Regions from separate parts of the Mus musculus genome. Here region 1 is linked to region 2. A link is a contact called in public capture Hi-C data. All regions are on one chromosome and are shown on one strand. The core of a region is the stretch at or near the end of the contact, and the rest is flanking DNA. Distances in the headings are between cores, read along the strand shown. Region 1 overlaps Exoc4 (exocyst complex component 4). Region 2 has its middle 9.2 kb from the start of Gm13846.

Evidence for each region. Capture Hi-C pulls out chosen DNA fragments and counts their contacts.
Region 1: a capture Hi-C map of embryonic stem cells shows a contact between it and region 2, with 4 times the contacts expected there. The contact joins two enhancer-like sites. A contact is called at or near these places in 1 of 15 datasets of contacts at CTCF or cohesin (the NIH/3T3 cell line), 1 of 484 Hi-C or Micro-C datasets (cortical neurons) and 1 of 9 other capture datasets (embryonic stem cells).

What each region holds. Positions count from the first base shown.
Region 1 is chr6:33,325,029-33,329,758 of GRCm38.p6, forward strand. The region is part of intron 5 of Exoc4 (exocyst complex component 4); the gene reads left to right. Among named protein-coding and RNA genes, the nearest start is that of Exoc4, 78 kb to the left of the region's middle. Within about 2 kb of position 1,908, at least 1 of the 459 cell types and tissues checked has an H3K27ac peak or open chromatin away from gene starts, as enhancers often do. A contact at or near this core is called in embryonic stem cells, where this site is marked.
Region 2 is chr6:31,639,263-31,644,273 of GRCm38.p6, forward strand. No RefSeq gene overlaps it. Among named protein-coding and RNA genes, the nearest start is that of Gm13846, 9.2 kb to the right of the region's middle. Within about 2 kb of position 3,504, at least 79 of the 459 cell types and tissues checked have an H3K27ac peak or open chromatin away from gene starts, as enhancers often do. A contact at or near this core is called in embryonic stem cells, where this site is marked.

The DNA.
Region 1 (4,730 bases), core at 658-3,157, 1.7 Mb after region 2:
GATTTTCGTTTTAGTTTGAGATATTTATTAGTTTCACCTTGATATGTTTTAGAGTTGGTTATTTTGGTTAGATTTTCTCTGATACCCTATGGCCTCTTTTGTAAGTTAAAAAAAAAATTAAAGAAAGTTTCTGGTAAAATCTTGGTTTGTAATTTTATATGAGTTTGTTTTAGTTTTTGTTTCTGTCTTTCTCACACCAAGGTTAGTTCTTTTTTTTCTGCCTTGTTTTCTTTTAAATCTACTTTCTCTTTTATCTTTTTAATCTCTTATTTCTCCCTACATTTTCTGAATCATTTTTTATGAAATGTCTTTTTAATTTTCTCATGGATATTTTAAAGTTTTTTTTTTTTTTAAATATCTGCAATAATTGTCTTTTTCTTTCACTTTTTTCCCTGACTTTGGTCATTTTTCATATCTCCTTATATTTTTCATGTTTACATATAGATTTTTAGTTTTTGGCAAAAGGTAGCTTTTCATATCTTTTAATTTTTATTTGAGTATATCAGTTGCATTGAAGAATTGCCTTCTTGTTTTCTTGTGTATCTTTTTAAATTTATGTATATTCATGTTTGCTGGGGTTTTTGAATGTCTTATGATATGCTAGTTCATACTCCTCTTCTCTCTCTCTCTCTCTCTTTCTCTCTCTCTCAGTATAGAATACTTTAAAGACTTTTCAGTTCATTGGCTCCCTCTTCTGTTAGTATAACAAAGTCCAGATATGTTATTTTTTTAAAAATTGTTTTGGTAGTTGGAAGGTAGTGGAAGATGATGGACTCTATAGAGTCGGCCCCTGGCTTCCACTTGACAATATAAAGGCAGGGTGGAGTATGAGACACCAATTTCTTGGAGCACAAATGTTATTATTTTTATTTATGGTTGTTTTGAATTTGGAGCGATTTGTATTTTCAAGCTATTACATTGGTGGTCTCACAGTTCACAAAGCTGGAAGTCTTCCATGTACATTTTAAAAAATATTTTTATTATTGAGTTTTTGTATACTGTTTCATTTAATATTAAATTTATATACAACTCTGTGAGATTGATAATAAAAATTTCACTTTACAGATAAAGGAATAGAGGTCATGAAAGATTAAGTGACTTGATGGAGATCATTAGCCTGAAAGTATAGAGATAATCAGACCTAAAATCCTAAGACTTTGTTTTCTCACACTTTTGCTGTGTCTCGCTGTCTACCCAAATAACTGAACATAAAGAATACTGACAGTGGATTGCAACCCAGTACATTTCAGTGGCTATCACTGAGAGCTATCAGTTTTTCTGTATGCCAGTTTTATGTCAGCAGTCCCCTTGACGGTGACTTCTGGACTTTCGTAGGTCCCTCCTCTAAATACGTTAATAGGCATTAAGCTCTGTCCATGAGAACAGGTTTCAAGTAGATAATTTTTTGTTTTATTTTGTTGTAAAAATGCTTCCGGAGATGCCTCAGAGGTGAAGAGCATTGGCTGTTCTTCCAGAGGACCTGGGTTCAATTCCCAGCGCCCACATAGCAGCTTACAACTGCCTGTAACTCCAGTTCTGGGGAATCTAACATTCTCAAACATGCAGGCAGAATACCAGTGCACATAATAAAAATACATAAAAATTCATTTAAAAATATTTCCTACCATCGCTTTAAACACACTTACCATCTTTCCAACAGTAATTCTTATGAAAGGACTGGGTACACTCAATGCTTTCAGGTCAGCAGGGTGGGGAACTCTTCAGTGACTTGAGATCTGTGTTCTGTCTACCTTACATAGTCTCTTTTTAGGCAGCATCTTTTCTGGAGTGGGGTAATTTATTGTCTGTAGGTTTCTTTAAGGTAATTTAATCTTCACCTTAGGGGTTCTCAGCGAACGTTTTTGAAGCACCTTAATCAGGATTCTACACTCCAGGGGTAGTTAGTTAACATTTGAAAGACCCTAATCAAGATTCTGTACTCCAGAGGCAACCAGTGTGCCAGTTGCTGCTCCCCTGCACCAGTGGGTACATTAATTAGAACAAACCCTGTAAGAAGTAATTTTCCATTGGCAAATGGAGTGGTGTCTAAGATATATACTTGACCAAGAAGTTCCACAGAGATAAGATTGGAGGAAGAGAATTTAGGGAGGTTCTGTAGCCTTCTAGCCAAAGGTAGGAGCTTAATTTGATTTTGGGCTTGTGGCACCCATAGTGAATGGATATCTTAGGCCACTGGAGCACATTAAGTATCCATTAACACAGATGAGCCAATCCCAGCTTTCTTCTGTCTTTCTGTGATGAGATCTCTGGCTCCACACCCTGGCTCTATTCATTGTTTGCGTTTCTTGTCTTCAGTAGTGTTACTATTTTGAGGCAGACTATTTCCTTTCAATTTCTGGCATTATATTTTATGTGTAGTTATCTAATAAGCAAATTGGATATCTTAGGAATATGAATTACAGTGTGATTTTTGAAGCATACAAATTACTTTTTAGTGGCTTTTTTATTTTTTATAGTTTTCAAAAATATTGTCAGTATTGCCAGGTTCCCATCTGTGGTGTAGCTTTGTAGACAGGTAATTTGTTTGATAGTTTAGTGGTCTAATTAGGCTTGGCAACTTTTTGAAAGGCTCCTTAGTTTTTCTTATCTCTCCTATTTTTTGAGATCATAATATAATTAAATCATTTTCTCTGTCTCTTACGCCTCCCAACCCTCCTTTCTCTGTTTCAAATTTCTTTTCTTTTTTTTTTTTTTTTTTTTTTTTTGAGACTGGGTTTTGAGACTGCCTGTCCTGGAACTCATTCTGTAGACCAGGCTGGCCTCGAATTCGCCTGCCTCTGCCTCCCAAATGCTGGGATTAAAGGCGTGTGCCACCACCACCCAGCTCTCTGTTTCAAATTCTTTTTTTTTTTTTTTCATTTTTATTAGGTATTTAGCTCATTTACATTTCCAATGCTATACCAAAAGTCCCCCATATCCACCCACCCCCACTCCCCTGCCCACCCACTCCCCCTTTTTGGCCCTGGTGTTCCCCTGTACTGGGGCATATAAAGTTTGCAAGTCCAATGGGCCTCTCTTTCCAGTGATGGCCGACTAGGCCATCTTTTGATATATATGCAGCTAGAGTCAAGAGCTCTGGGGTACTGGTTAGTTCATAATGTTGTTCCACCCATAGGGTTGCAGATCCCTTTAGCTCCTTGGCTACTTTCTCTAGCTCCTCCATTGGGAGCCCTGTTTCAAATTCTTACCCCTCATTTTTATTAATTGTTGTTACAAAGGCTCCTTTTAATATTGAATTTTGCTCAGTACTGGCAGACAGTTCTTATATAGAGCTAATATTGTTTAAATATAATGTGTAATTCAAATTATATAGATTGAAATCTTTTACTGTATGGTAACATTACACAATTTGTATATTGTGCATAACATAATGAATGACATCTCTCAAGAGTTTCTATAGTAAACACTGCCATTGTATCATGCCCCAATTAGCATGTACAAACAGCAGTTTCTAAGTAGTATGACATGGCATATTCAACAGTGAATTAAAGGGCCTTGTCTTCTGCAGTTTTATGTTCGTGGTAAGCCATGGTGCAAATTGCTGATTTTATCTTAGAAGTTTTGAAGAAAGAAAACATCTATGAACTCATGGTCTAGATTGTTTTCTGTATGCATGTGCAGAGTCATTAAACAAAAAGTATTTAGCATCATGAATAGATTTTTTTTCACTTTGTTTACTTGTTCGCTTTCGTTCAGTTTCTATGTGGTAGTGTCTTTCTGTATGCCCCTGGGTTGTCTCTAACCTGTGATTCTTTCAGGTGTGTTTAGGCCTCATCTGTGGTTGTTTTCTTTTTTTAAACATGCTGTCTGTAGTATGGTATACAGATAGATGGCTCTAAACCATGTAACCAGAAATGCATAGGTAATGTAAATGTGGGATTCTAGAGCTTGAAAAGTTCTTTGTTTGTTTGTTTGTTTGTTTTGAGACAGGGTTTCTCTGTGTAGCCCTGGCTGTCCTGGAACTCACTTGGTAGACCAGGCTGGCCTCAAACTCAGAAATCTGCCTGCCTCCGCTTCCCAAGTGCTGGGATTAAAGGCGTGCACCACCACTGCCCGGCTTGTAAAGCTCTTAAAAATCTTCTCTCTAGTTCGTTCATCAGTCTAGTCAAGTAGAACCCTCCTGTGATTTTGTGCTTGCCCTCAGTTATCGCTATTCATAGCCACTTAGGTTTGTATAATCAAAGAGGTGTGTATAATAGTAAATACTCGGGAGGCAGCAGGGTTATAGAAGAAATAACACGGCAGGAGTCATTCCCATTCTTTAGTATGTAGCAGTATCCTATCGGGTAGTAAGAGTCTTAAAGCTACATTTGACTCATCTTCAGGTTCAAATCTTTAACAAAATAAAATTCAAAGGTAGGAGAACTGGAGCTGAAAGTAAAATATGTTTAGCTTAGTAAATGTCTAATACCACAATGGGGTATCCACTGTGGTAAATCAGGTGCTTGGGAGTCATGTGGACTTCAGGAGTTTGGAAAAATGCACAGGTCTGTTCTGATTGTTGCTTGAAGCTTTATTGGATTTCAGTTAAATTATTTTTGTACATTTTTTCCATTAATACTCTCTGACCTTGTAGATGTTTGTGAATATTAGGCTAGCCATGGTTGATTATATTATCCTTTTACATTGTCTTTTAATTTTAGCTGATATAAGTGAAATAAATACTATAAATCAGTTAATATTATACTGTAAGTGTTTATGTTCTAGGA
Region 2 (5,011 bases), core at 2,254-4,753:
TTTATGATGTTGATATGTGGCTGTGTGCTCTGTACTGTAGCGTTTATATTGTATGTACTGTGCATGATATTAAGAATATGTACATTTAATATGTATTATATAGTGTGTGTGTGATGTTGGGTATGTGTGCTTGTTGTCTATTGAGTGTGTTGTATGTTATAAGGAGTTTGTATTGTTTACTGTAGTGTTTATATCGTGTGTGCTGTGTATGATATTAAATATGTATATATTATGTATGCACTGTCTATTTGTGTTATGTGCGAAGTTGGGAATGTGAATGTAGGTGTGTTGTGTGAGTTATTGGGGTTCCTTTCAGGGTGGCCTCTGACTGAAGTTGCCCTTTAAACAGCTGCTTCTGAGTGGGATGATGGTCAAGTCAGGTGGCTTGTGCCCGCCATCTGGTGGCCCAGAGTGGTACAGTGAATTGGCCACTGGGCCATTCTTCTCCATCATAGCTGAGTGTGTGTGTGTGTGTGTGTGTGTGTGTGTGTGTGTGTGTTGCTCCTCTGCTTCTGAACCTAGAGGGTGAGTTTCTCTCTAGGTTTCCTCAACTTTCTGGAATAAGTGTGGACAGTTAACTCCCAAGCAGCCTGTTTTCTAGATGGCTGAGGGTTGACACAGGTGAAGAGGGGGCCTGGAAGCTGGCAGGTGGCTTTATCTACCAGCTCAGGAATGAGTGCTCTATAAGGCTCCCAGGAAACCAGCTTTTCTCAGCCATGGCCGGGACCAGACAACAGAGGCAGTGCAAGAGATGTAGGGCTGACAGGGTGGGGGCCTCACAGGGCAGAGCACAGAGCAATATTCAGAGAGCTGGGCTCCTCTGTTGATCAGCTCAGGTGTAGAGTCTAAGCTGTCCAGGTCCTCTGCAGTGACTGTTGCCAGCTGTTACAGTGTGGCAGCTGTCTGCACAGTCCCTGGGGTTTGCCAGGGCAGCTCTATTCTCTGGCACTAGGTGGGTGGTACATTGTGTTAAGTAGTAAGATGTTTCTTCTTTAAAAAGCTTTGTTTGTTTTTATTTTATATGCATGAGTTTGTGCCTGCATGAATGTGTGTGTGCCACATACATGGATGTAATATCCACATAATCCAGAAGGGGTTGGATTTCCTGGAACTGGAGCTACAGAAGGCTCTGAGCCATCATGTGGGTGCTGGGGACTAAGCCTGGATCCTCGGCAAGATCAGCCAGCGCTCTTAACTACCGAGTCATCTTTCTAGTCCCAAAAATAGCAAGAGTTTTAAAAGATTTTATTATATTGTGGTTCTTCTCAGCCCCCGAAGCCCTACTGTGTGTACATGACACACAGTAGCTGAGAGCTGTATATCTTTTAGGCGATCTTGCATAGATTATTTCAACCATTTAACCAAGAAGATGGACAGAAGGCAACATTTCCAGAAAGACTCACACCCAGAAAGAGAAAGGCCATCCATTAGTGAACTCAAGTTCTGGAGTCAAGAAGACAGAGACTAGTGACTCATAGCCACTGGTTTCAGATGTCATTAAGAGAGAAAGAAAAACAGAGAAGGGATAGAGGAGATGTTCATTTGATAGCCACTTTGAGTTGGTTAGGACTTGGTGTAAGAATAGCTCTGTAGGTGTTTGGGCAATCTGATGTTCCAGGTGGGTGGTACTGAATCCAACAGGAGCTGGCTGCAGAGTACTGGTGGCAACCTCCCTTTGAGAGTTCTGGAGACACTGCTCTGGGAAGTGGCTTCTTTCCACCTGAATCTGATGCAAAGAGAAGAGGCTGGGCTTCCTGCAGCGGCTCAGGCCCATTATCCAGCAGTTGGGAGGCTTGAGACAGCTTGGCTACACAGTGAGAGCAAGAACCAGAGAAAACGCTGTGGTCTGACTTCAAATACTGTGGTCTCCACTCTTCCTTAGCTAGAGTAAAGGATCACAAAAGGGTGAGATTTGTTTGCCTATTTATATGGTATCACTATGAAGCCAGGCTGGCCTTGAAGCTGGTCCTTGCTCCTCAGTCTCTAAGTGCTAGGATTGCATGGATTGCTTGTCTATGATACCACCCTCAGCCTAATTTTTTTTTTTTAAAGATTCTCTCTGTGTAGCCCTGTATAGCCTGGAACTTGCTATCTAGACCAATCTGACCTCAAGTTCACAGAGATCTACCTACTTCTGCCCCTGCCTCCTGCAAAAGGTTCTTTAAAACTATTTTTTTAATGTGTAACATAAAAAAACAATTTTTTAAATGTGTATGAGTGTTTTGCCTGCATGCATGTCCATGCCAGACATGCAAGCAGTACCCATGAAGGCCAGAAAAGGGCATTGTATCCCCTGGGACTGGACTTACAGATTGTTATGAATTGCCATGTGGGTGCTAGGAATTGAACCCAAGTCCTCCGGAAAAGCAGCCAATGCTCTTAACCACTGAGTCATCTCTCTCTCCAGTCCCTGCAATTAGTTCTTGAAGATGTGGAAACATCTTATTCTTTTTACATTTATATCTATGCAGTGGGCATGGATGCAGCGTATCTGTGGTGTGATACTTTCCTGAGGAGGGAGAAAGCAAGAAAGTCAGCTGTCTATACAGACTCTTTAGGAGGGCAGTCATGAAGAACCCAGAACTGAGATCTGTGGTGTGGATCCTTTCACGCAGTCAGATGGGCTGGGATGGATGGATGGATGGATGGATGGATGGATGAATCTCAAGCCTCCTTGTTTCTGAGCTTTAAGGTCCTCTCCTGTCTACCTCAGCCTGGGTAAACAGAGCCTTGTTATTCTAGGCACAGGAGGTATTTAAAAACTCGAAGCTGCATGGGGAGCAACTCAGGGTAAAAGGACTAGGTCTAGGCTGGGAAGTCCCTGAACTCTCAGTGATTCTCAACTTTCCTAATGCTGCCATCCTTTAATACAGCTCTTCATGTTGTGATGATCCCCTCCCCCGAAACGATTAAATTATTTTTCATTGCTACTTCATAACTGTCATGAATAATAAGGTAAATATTTTCAGGGATAGTTGTCAAAAGGGACACGACCCACAGGTTGACAGGTTCTCCCCATACTATGGCAACAAGACTAGGATATCAGAGGATAAAAGCCAACCTTCAGGCCTGAAGTGCCACTGCCCATTCTTGGGGAGTCCCTGCAGCACCTGTGTATCTTGATGGCTACACAGAGATAGGAGAGTCTCAGGCCTAAGGGAAGGGCCGACTCTGAAACAGCAAGTCTTGCGTTGGGTGGGTGGCACCAAGTGGGAGTTGGCAGCTGCGGGCCACCTGCTGGGTACCAACCTGTTTCCAGGGACACCAGGGTCCCTACGAGGGGAATCACGTGTGTCAGGCCCACCCTGCAGGCATCCTGATAGGAGAAGCCAGGACAGACCCGAGGTGGGTGGGACAGGCCAACACAGGAAATGCCTGCTGGGCCTAAAAATAGTGTGGGAGGGGACAGGAAACAGAAACTTTGGGCCAACATGGAAATGCTTTCTGAGCTGATCAGGAAATGAGGACTGGGGCGGTAGGGATCGCCACCACCCAGCTGCACTGCAGCCCCGCCCCCAACCCCTCTGCCTGGCTGAGTCTGTGCCTGGCTGGGGGTAGGGAAGGTTGCTTCCCAACGTCCTCTCCCTTTGTTTCGAAGCAGAGCCGTGTGCTGCAGAGCTGTAACCGCACGTAGATGTCATGCTGTACTTGGATGGCAGCCTGCTCTTCCCAGAACTGAGGTGGTGCCTGGGAAAGTGGGCCCAGCAGGGTGGTTCAGTGGGTAAAGGCACTTGGCGCCAAGCCCCATGGTCTGACTTCAATCGCTGGGACTCAACATGGTGGAGAGCCGACTCTTGCCAGTTGTCCTTTGACCTCCACACAACCCTGTTTTCCTCCCCCACATAAATAAATGTAATAAAAAATTTAAAGCTGGGGAAATAAACTCTGCAAGCAAGAAACTCAAGGGTCTTTGGGAAGGAAGAAATTGAAGGGTATTCAAAACTTCTCACAGTGAGGTCCTCTTGCCTGTGCAGTGAAGGCTTTGGGGTCCCCAGCCTAGACTGAACCCTAACCCAATCAGTTTAGACTCTGGAGTGGGATCAAACAACTGTGTGGAGGTCAGAGGATAATGTGGGGGAGGTTGGTTCTCCTGCTATGTGGGTAGATCCTGGGGACCAAACTCAGGTCATCAGGATTGGTGGCAAGCACATTTACCCACTTAACTATCTTGCCAGCCTCCAACTTTTTTAAAAATTAAATTAATTTTTTTATGTATATGAGCTTTTTTTGTCTGCATGTATGCATATATGACATGTGTGGGCCTGGTATCTGTAGAGAGCAAAGGGCACTGGGTCCCCTGGAGATGGAGTTAAAACTAGTTGTGAGGGGCTGGTGAAATGGGTCTGCTGTTAAGAGCAGTGGTTGCTCTTCCAGAGGTCCAGTGTTCAATTCCCAGCAATTGCATGGTGGCTCACAACCATCTACAGTGGTATCTGATGTCCTCTTCTGGCCTGCAGGTGTATGTGCAGCAGAACACTCATACACTAAATAAATACAATAAAAAACAAATAGAAAAGAAAAATAGCCGTGAGCCATGTATGAGTGCTAGAATCTGAACCTAGGTCCTCTGTAAGAGTAGTAATTGTTCCTGACTACCGAGCTGTGGGAGCCGCCCTCACATTCGCCATTACAAGATGGCGCTGACATCCTGTGTTCTAAGTGGTAAACAAATAATCTGCGCATGTGCCAAGGGTAGTTCTCCACCCCATGTGCTCTGCCTTCCCCGTGACGACAACTCGGCCGATGGGCTGCAGCCAATCAGGGAGTGACACGTCCTAGGCGGAGGATAATTCTCCTTAAAAGGGACGGGGTTTCGCCATTCTCTCTCTTGCACTCTTGCTCTCTTGCACTCTGGCTCCTAAAGATGTAAGCAATAGAGCTCTTGCTCTCTTGCACTCTTGCTCCTGAAGATGTAAGCAATAAAGTTTTGCCGCAGAAGATTCCGGTTTGCTGTGTTCTTCCTGGCCAGTCGTGAACGCGTGTAAGACCGAGCCATCTCTTCAGCCCCATT